3 separate regions of the Mus musculus genome follow, and regions 1 and 3 are each linked to region 2. Evidence: chromatin contacts called from public Hi-C and HiChIP or PLAC-seq data. All regions are on one chromosome and are shown on one strand. The core of a region is the stretch at or near the end of the contact, and the rest is flanking DNA. Distances in the headings are between cores, read along the strand shown.

The links. A called contact is a pair of places that touch in the nucleus more often than the background predicts. HiChIP or PLAC-seq counts read pairs in DNA pulled down with a chosen protein or histone mark.
Region 1: a contact with region 2 is called in an H3K27ac HiChIP or PLAC-seq map of oligodendrocyte precursor cells, with 4 times the contacts expected there. The contact joins the promoter of Kcnd3 here to the enhancer-like site in region 2. A contact is called at or near these places in 3 of 39 promoter capture datasets (embryonic stem cells, hippocampal neurons and stem cell-derived epiblast-like cells), 5 of 484 Hi-C or Micro-C datasets (cerebellum, cortical neurons, embryonic stem cells and 2 more), 7 of 115 datasets of contacts at active chromatin or transcription factors (embryonic basal ganglia, embryonic forebrain, embryonic hindbrain and 4 more) and 4 of 9 other capture datasets (adipose tissue, embryonic stem cells, liver and 1 more).
Region 3: a Hi-C map of cerebellum shows a contact between it and region 2, with 1.6 times the contacts expected there. The contact joins two enhancer-like sites. A contact is called at or near these places in 3 of 484 Hi-C or Micro-C datasets (cerebellar granule neurons, cerebellum and embryonic stem cells) and 1 of 115 datasets of contacts at active chromatin or transcription factors (oligodendrocyte precursor cells).

The regions. Positions count from the first base shown.
Region 1 is chr3:105,450,395-105,453,223 of GRCm38.p6, forward strand. It overlaps Kcnd3 (potassium voltage-gated channel, Shal-related family, member 3), which reads left to right and starts at 1,496. Exons shown (of 8, transcript NM_019931.2): 1 at 1,496-2,323. Kcnd3os (potassium voltage-gated channel, Shal-related family, member 3, opposite strand) reads right to left here and starts at 2,561. Exons shown (of 4, transcript NR_040759.1): 1 at 2,159-2,561; 2 at 1,121-1,276; 3 at 735-1,034.
Region 2 is chr3:105,616,256-105,618,955 of GRCm38.p6, forward strand. The region is part of intron 2 of Kcnd3 (potassium voltage-gated channel, Shal-related family, member 3); the gene reads left to right. Among named protein-coding and RNA genes, the nearest start is that of Ddx20, 70 kb to the right of the region's middle. Within about 2 kb of position 1,301, at least 8 of the 459 cell types and tissues checked have an H3K27ac peak or open chromatin away from gene starts, as enhancers often do. A contact at or near this core is called in cerebellum and oligodendrocyte precursor cells, where this site is marked.
Region 3 is chr3:105,475,364-105,478,063 of GRCm38.p6, forward strand. The region is part of intron 2 of Kcnd3 (potassium voltage-gated channel, Shal-related family, member 3); the gene reads left to right. Among named protein-coding and RNA genes, the nearest start is that of Kcnd3os, 24 kb to the left of the region's middle. Within about 2 kb of position 1,283, at least 6 of the 459 cell types and tissues checked have an H3K27ac peak or open chromatin away from gene starts, as enhancers often do. A contact at or near this core is called in cerebellum, where this site is marked.

The DNA.
Region 1 (2,829 bases), core at 246-2,745, 170 kb before region 2:
GACCACTCCAAGAGTCTAGTGGTGTTCCCTCCCTGACAGTTTGGGGGGCTCGATCCTGGAAGTACCTTTATGTTGCTGAACAATGGCAATGCCGTACAGGAAATTCAAACTTCGACAGAAATAAGATATTATATTTTCACTGCTCCAAAACTGGACAGAAGGTGTTAGATCAAAGGAAAATGTCACTACTGGGACCAGGCTTCTCAGAGACAGAGAACCTTCTCTCAGGAGTCAATTCAACTGAGATTTAAAAAACAAAAAAACAAAACAAAACCCCACCACCACTAGCAGTAGCAACAACAACAAAAACCTCTCCCAAATAGAGGAGGGAGGGAGAATCCTCGCCAGGGCCTTCCCTGAATTCTTCCAGGGTTGGCCAGGGAGTGGCAGTGTTGTTAATCATTAGTACTGTATGCAAATGAGTATGCAAATCTCACGGGGTTCTTGGACTCTGGGCAAATGTTAATGGGGTCCACACCCACCTCTTGAAGGGCCAATTGTACACCTTTCATACTGACAAACTTAAAGGAGCTTTGGTTAGGGTAAGTGAGCCTATGAAAAAGAAGCTCAGAAGTACTGGAGGCCCAGAGTAGCTGAGACCTCAATAACTACTCCTCGACTTGCACTTCTGGAACAGGATCGGTTTGCCACAAACCAGAAACCCTATTCTTGACTCACGCCTTCACCCTCTCCGCACATTTCTCTTTCCTCTGCTTTTGTGTTTCAGCACACACCTTTCCATACTCAGAGCTGCCATCTCTCAAGCCAAGGCGTTCCGGTCCGGGCAGAGGCACGAAGCTGCTTGCTTCGCGATCTCCAGGCTCGGGAGTCCCAGCACCCAGGCCGGAGACACAGGGAAAGCCGGCCACGGTTTGGCTTAGCAGCCAGGACTGGGCTCTACTCTGCTGCCGCGATGGTCCTGGGACTCTCAGCTGGATCCTATGCTCCCGTGGTTGTCCCACTCCTCACGCTGGGTCCGAGTACTAAGCAATAGATAACTCTGGGCTCTGGAAAGGATCCAGGGCCTGGGCCCGCTTTGGAAAGATAGAGAAATGAGAGTTCCTAAATCCCCAGTCTTAATTCTGGGTATTCGTGGTGGGGTATTGGAGCGAATCCTGACCTTCTGGCCATGTGTCAGAGGTCACTCCTGAACGACAGTGGCTCTTACGCGGAGATAAAGGCAGTTTGTCTTCCGTGGGATCTTCCCAGCTTTGGCAAACACACCTGACTGTTCAGGGTCAGCCTGTAAGCTTGCGCGGCGACCAGCTGCACCTCACTAGGTGACCAAGGAGAGGAGTTAGTTGCTCTACCGCGTGGACAGTGAATGGGAAACAGACAGCCAGTTAAGTGTACACACCCCACGCGCATACACGCCAGCGCTCCCTACCACCTCTTCCTAAGTCCCCAGCCACACACGCCCCCGAACTCACGATCACGCCGCACGCCCGGCTCCTCCCCCACCCCCAAGCCAAGCTCACCTTGCCACGCTCGCCCCATGCCCACCCTCGCCGGCACACGCGCTCACACTCGCGTCCGCACACTCCACTACCACCTCCAGGCACACCCTAGGATTCCTCCACTCTCCTGGGGAGACGCACCAGGCTCTGCCTAGTCTCCCCGCCTCCCCCCCCCCGCTGCAGCCCCCCCACTCACGCGCGCGCCCTACACACACACACACACACACACACACACACACACACACCCTCGCGCAGAGTCACTCCCCCTCGCACGCCCTCGCCCTGGGCACCCTCCGGCGGCTAGGCTCCCGGGTCCTCCTCCTCGCTCCCTCCGCAGCCTGGCCGCTCTGCTCTCTCGGGCCCGGCCTGGGGCCGCTCGGCCCGTGGGGATCGGTGGGGAGCGGAGGGCGCAGCCTCGCCGCCTCCCCCGGACTCTCCTCTCCGCCCCGCCCGCGCCGCGCCCCCACCGCCTCCTCGGGAGAGGCAGCCCGTGGCCGGCCCGGCTCCGCTCTGCCCGGCATCAGCGGCGGCGGGGGCAGGGAACGAGCGAACCGGAGCTCACGAGCCCGAGAGCGGAGCGGCTAGGCGGGGAGGGGACACGCTGCCAAGCCCGGGCTGGAGCGGCGGTGGCGGTGGCGGCGGCGGCGGCGGCGGCAGCGGGGGAGGAACGGCCCCACGGACGGACCGACGCACGAACCGACCGAGTGAAGGAGGGACGAGCGAGACTTCGCCGGCGAGGAGGAGCCGCCCGAGCGGCGGCTGCTGGGCGCTTCCCCGCGCTGCTGGGCGCTCTGCGCCTCGGCGGCCCCTGGCCTCAGCTTCCTCGCGCGCGCGGGGCGCGGGGCCTGGGGCTGGCTTCGGCGAAGGTAAGAGGGAAACGACCGAGCCTCCCAGAGACAGCAAGTGCGAGGAGCGCTGCTCCCACGCCTGTTGCTCCCGCTGCCCACGCGGCACCCTCCCACTCCCGCGCCCGGGTGGGTGGGCGCTGGGGCGCCGGAAGGATTGGGGGTGGGGCCGGGCCGTGGGGGAGCAAGCAGCCGGCCTGGGGGCGTCGGTTCCCTGGGCTGCAGAGCCACCTCCGGGCACTGGGGCGCCGAGAGGTTTGGGGGTGGGGGTGTGAACCTCTGCCCTCTTGCCATTGGCCTGCCTTCCCTCGCCGGGCGCCAGGAGCAGCGCCCCGGGACCTGGCTGCAGGTGGCGACGGTTTGCTCCGTCCCCGCTCTTTGTGAGCTGAGAAGAGAAATGGCTGAGAGTGGAAGCTGGGAGCCGTTTGGGGCGCTTTGCAAAGTTCTCCAGCCAGGCGAGCCTGTGTTTGCCTGTTAGAGGATGAGGCTGGTCCAGCTCGTCCTGCCTGGCACATCTTTTCTTTCCC
Region 2 (2,700 bases), core at 51-2,550:
CCTCACGATCTGGGCATGTATCTATTCATTTCATTTTAGATCTTCTCCCAGCCACACACCATAAGACAATCAGACATCATTTTGTCTTCCTCCTTTTTTTTCTGCCCTCCTGTGGTTTATTTTGGTTTTGAGGCAGGCTTTCAGGTAGTCCAGGTTAGCCTTGAAAGTCCTACATAGGTAACTATGATGTAGAGTTCTTAATCCTCCTGCCTCCACCTCCCAAGGGCATGCACACCACATCCGGTCTCCAATCAGTCCTCGTAGAATTTAGTTGGTCTGGCTGTGCTGCTACCTAAGCTCTCAGAGCAGTATGCTGCAGCCATTTGCTCACCGGGCTTTCTCTTTCGCCACAGTGAAGCCACATACACGACAGCAGAAAGTGGGTAGAACTGTCTTTGCACCCCATGGGTTCCAGAGTAATTCTGGAATGAATGCTAAGTCCTCAACCATATGGGTTCAGTGACAAAGGAAGAAAAAAGGGACCACAGCTTGGAAAGTGGCTCTGTTCAGCCAGCCTGCCTCTCCTCAGGATCAATGGGAATCTAGGTTTGGGGGTCAGCGAGACCCCAGAGGATTGTGGGTATTATGAGACTTGGAGGTATAGAGAAGGTGGTGACTCCATTCCAGGTACCTTGTTTGTTGAGAGCAAAAGCCCAGCAGTGGCTCTGGTGACAAAAAAAATGGCAAGAAAGAGCAAGAATGTCCATCTAGATAAGAGGCAGTGTGCCAAGCAGAACTGGTGGGTGGGCTCTTGCCACACCCCAGATTGAATCTCCCCCAAATTTCATGCATTGGAAACTTAATCGCCAAATTCATGTTGATGATATTTGGAACAAAGCCTTTGGTAGTTAATTGGGATTAGGTGGAGTCATTTAGGTGTGCCCCCCATGATAGGATTAGAGGAAGACAGACTCAAGCTGGCATGCTGTCTTTGTCTGACATATGCTGCCCTCTGTCATGTTGTGACAAAGAAAATTGGTTATTACCAGATGTCCACTCCTTGATATTGCAGTTCCTGGGTTTAAGAACTGTAAGAAGCAGAGTCCTTTGCTTTGCGCATTGCCCACACTGTGGTATTCTATTATAGCAATACTAAACAGACTAAGATCCTGGGCTTGGGGTTCATAACAGACCCTGAGCTTGCTGAAGGAACATGGAAGACAGAGCCTCTGAGCAGAAGGCCTGCTCTGAATAGTTTGCCCTGGCTCTGGGAAGGACTAGGCATCCTCCATCAGAATCACCAGCATCCTTCAGCCAGGGGGGATTGTTGTGGCAGCAGCTGGCAATGCCTGAGCTCACAGATGGCATTTGTTTTCTAAGGGGACAGTGAGGGAGCTGGCCTCTGTAGGACAGGCAGTTCAGATTGGTGACTATTGACAGATGGGGCTGAATAATCTAAACACACTTTTTCATCTATTCAAACAAGAGGAGTAGTGAGCCAAAAACAAAGACAGGAACATGGAGCATGAGATAGTTATTCTAAGACAGCCACAGGTGGGAGAAGGAAAGGCTGAGTGTCACCTCTGTTCATAAACCTTAGGGAAGTTATAACTGGGAAGCCCTGGGAATGGAGCCTTTATCACATCTTGCGGCCACTTCTGGGAGCCCAGAAAATGTAGATAGAGCCTGGTCTCTGTGGAAGATGGCCCGTGATAGGCAGCTTGGATCAAGGATGATCCTGGGGCTCTTAAATACAATTCCCAGGAGCCTCTGAGCTGAAGGTGGCTGCCTTCACCCTCCCTACTGTGCCTCTAAGAACCTGCAGCCAGTCCCATTTGACCAGCGAGAAAAAAAAAAAAAACAGATCAGAACAATTTTGAACCATTAAGTCTCTTTTCCTACTTTTCCTCTATGCAGGGTTCCAGAGAAAAGACAGTAGTTTCTCTCCTGCTAGGTTCTTTGAAGACCCATTTCTTCTCCTCTGCTCAGTCCCAGACAATCCTCAGGATGTCTCAGTTTAGGTAAGGGAGATGTCCTGGATAAAACCAACATTTCTTACTAGAGGGAAGCAGAGAGAAGTACCTGAAATGTACACACTTTGGAGTCACACAGTAGAAGTCCTTATGTATAAAATGAGTCTAATATTAATAGCAGCCACCTAACAGTGGCAGTATGTAGATCATACCCATAAATTCCAGTGGGTTCAAGTTAGCTGTTACTGCCACTGTCAGCCTCTCTCTCTCTCTCTCTCTCTCTCTGGAATTCCAGTACTTAACTAACAAGAAAGGTGGGTATTAGAATCCTGTTTGGAAGCTATGAGGCTAGCCTGAGCTACATGAGGCTCTGCCTCAAAATAAACTAATCAACTTAATTTAATAAAAATTCAACCTGCGTGGTTTCCTGGTGTTGTGGGACCCCTAATAATAGCTGTGATTCCTAGACTAGATGAGCTCTTCAGAGAGAACCCCACAAAAGTCAAGGGGCTACGCGCTGAGTCCCGGGATGTGGATGCTGGTTGGGCTCCTCCCTCAGGCCAGCCCCTTCTGCCTTCCCATTTTTCTTGGCTCTTCCTATTACAAGCCCCAGCTTTCACCCACTCCAAGAAATTCTAGCTTCCATGTGATCATAACAATGATCAGTTTAACTAAAGCATCCTAAACATTAGCTGTTGTCAGTATGTCTATTATTACTATTCTAGAAAGTTCACGTCTCTCTTAAGTAAGGATTTTGTTCTGAGGTGCCACGTCTTGTGAAAACTCT
Region 3 (2,700 bases), core at 33-2,532, 140 kb before region 2:
GTGAGGGTGGTGGACGAGGCAAGGAAAGCTCTCCAGTAACTTGGGCTATCATCATTGTTTTCTTTTTGCCATCTGGAGTCCTTTTGTTTTGAGGTGGCCCTCTTTCCTATCCTGTTCCAGAGCTGTATCTTCAGGATGACTCCTGTATTCTTTGGAATCCAGGAGTGGGGGGAGGGGAGGGAAGAGAGGGGAAAGGACAGGGACAGGGAGAGGGGCAGGGAGAGATTTCCTGGAGATGAAAAGGTTCTTAGATGGCTGGACCCCTCCCCTACCTCCTTTTCTCAAAGAGTTTCTCTGAACCTGGAGAATCTAGAGAAAATTGCCAGGTGACTCTTCCTTGAATTTTTAGTCTTGTTTATGGAAAAAAGTGTTAAGGGTGGGTGGGCAGGGGCAACAGAGCCTCCAGCTGCTGCTGGAACTCCAGTATGTTGTTGCCCAGATCCTTTATTTAAGCAACAGACATTTCTGACATGTTGGCCATGTGTTCTGACCTTATACTATGATGAACATCTATCAAGTCCAATCACCTGGCACAGAAAATGACCAAGATGACCTGGAAAAACACATAAACTGGGCTGTGAAAGGAGATGAACTACAAAGCAAGAAAGCAGCCGGCCCCCAATACTCCAGTACCATGGGAGTCCTTTCTCCCGATGCAGCCCACCTTGGTTAGGAGGACGCTTCCTCTTTCCTAGTTTTGGAGGAGCCCTAGCCATTTCTGTTTCTATCCTATTCTGGTGTCTTCTTAGTAACATCAAGAATTTTGAAAATACCACTTTAATTCTGCTTAAAAACAGAAACATACAAACAAACAAAACCAAGCAAACAAATCCAGCACAGGGGAACCCCACCCCCGGCAAATTTGTGTCACTTTCCTAACTCAGCTTTAGTGTCATTTTCTCCTAGAACTGTGTTCTCCAGTGTGGTTATATGGTTATAGGCCTTACCTGTTTACCCTGGGGCCTTCCAAGCCTCTTGAGGCAGGGGACATTGTTAAGAGCTCTGTTTCCAACCCTCCTAGCCACCTTGGAAGCTGGAGAGTCCTGTGTCTCTCCCATACCTGTATCTCTTATTCCTAACATGTGTGCTATGGCCCACAAGTCATGGGTTGCTTCAATATCCTGTGTTTTGGCTGTCTGAGGGATCACTTCACCCACCTGCTATTAGGGTCCCAACTGGGCCATCTGTAGTGGAAATCTGCTTCAGCTCAGCACTGTGTGCAAAGCAGGCAGCTCCCAGAGCCTAGTCCTGTGACCCAGGAGGAGTCTTGGCCCCTCTCCTCTCCCCGCTGGGCCCTGGCCAGCAGCCCAGGCATCTCCATTGGTGTGTAAGTGTTCATTTCTCTCCTGACCAGCAATAGAGTTATAACCAGAGGCAGTTTAAAGACACTGGCTATGGGTAGCATTAGGAATATCCAGGGTAGGGTCATGTTCTCTCTCTGTTTTCTCTTTGCGGAGAATTACTTCCTATGAACACTGAGGTGGTGTCTCTAGGAAGATAACCAGCTTATAATGAGATCAACCAACACCATGAATTAGCAGTAAATCTTTCAAAAAAGAAGAAACCATATGTGTGTGTTGGTGCCACAGTGGGTGAGCAAAGCCACATTTCTGGGCTCATCTCAGCCCCCAGAAAGCTGCCTAGAAGATAATTGTGACGGTTAATGTTAACTGCTATTGTGACAAGATTTCGCATCCCTAGAGAGACAAACTTTTAAGCATATCTATGAGGTAGTTTCTAGATTGAGTTGAAACTGAACTAAATGTGAATGGGTCTATCCTATGGAAGTGGGTGTTCTGGACTGGTTTATAGGAGAAAGAAAGCTGGACACCAGCATTTATTGCTCTCTGCTTCCTGACTGCAGATGCAATGTGGCCAGCTGTATCATGTTCCTGCCACCACCATGCCTTCCTGGCCATAATTTCTGTTCTTTGAATACACTCTTGAAGTGTGAACCAAGATAACCCTTCCTCTGTTCATTTGCTTCTTGTCAGGGATTTGGACATAACGGAAGGAAAAAATATCAGATGCAGTCATTCACAAACTTTTTTTTTCTGGCCATCTCCCATGATCTTAGGCCTCTATTCTCCATGGAAACACCACGTCTCTGCCTTATCAGCCCTACTGGAGCTGGGAACCTGGTGGCCAGCATGCACCCTCCACATGACAGCTACAAAAGTAGCAGGGCTGTGTGTCTGAGTAGTAATAGGAAATGCCTCCTATAGTAGACCAGGCAGTCCTATAGGTGTTTTGTATTTATTGTTTACATAGCATCTCCATCAAGAGGCATTATCATCTCTGCCCTACAGATGAGAAAACGTGGGCACAGAGTTAAAGTGACTTATCCAAGAGCACGTGACTCATTGGTGAAGATCTTAGTCTTGGGCTTTCTGCCACTGTACTCTGTAACCTCTACACCAGACTGCTTTCCCATGGTCACAGCTCTAAAAGAGAGCACAACTTATTTTCTAGCGCCTTCATCAGCTCCTTCGTGAGCATCTGAACCAGTTAGCTCTTACTTCACAGAACATCGCCCTAAAAATGTAGCATCAGCTTAAACTTTGATCAACTTTAAATGTTGATCACTTCTCGTGATTCTGTGGGTTAAGTGGACAGGGCAGTTGTCACAGTCTAGCTGGCTCTATTCTTCTTCAAGCCATCTGTGGTTCCCTAAGGATGGTCTAGCATGGGCTTACTCAC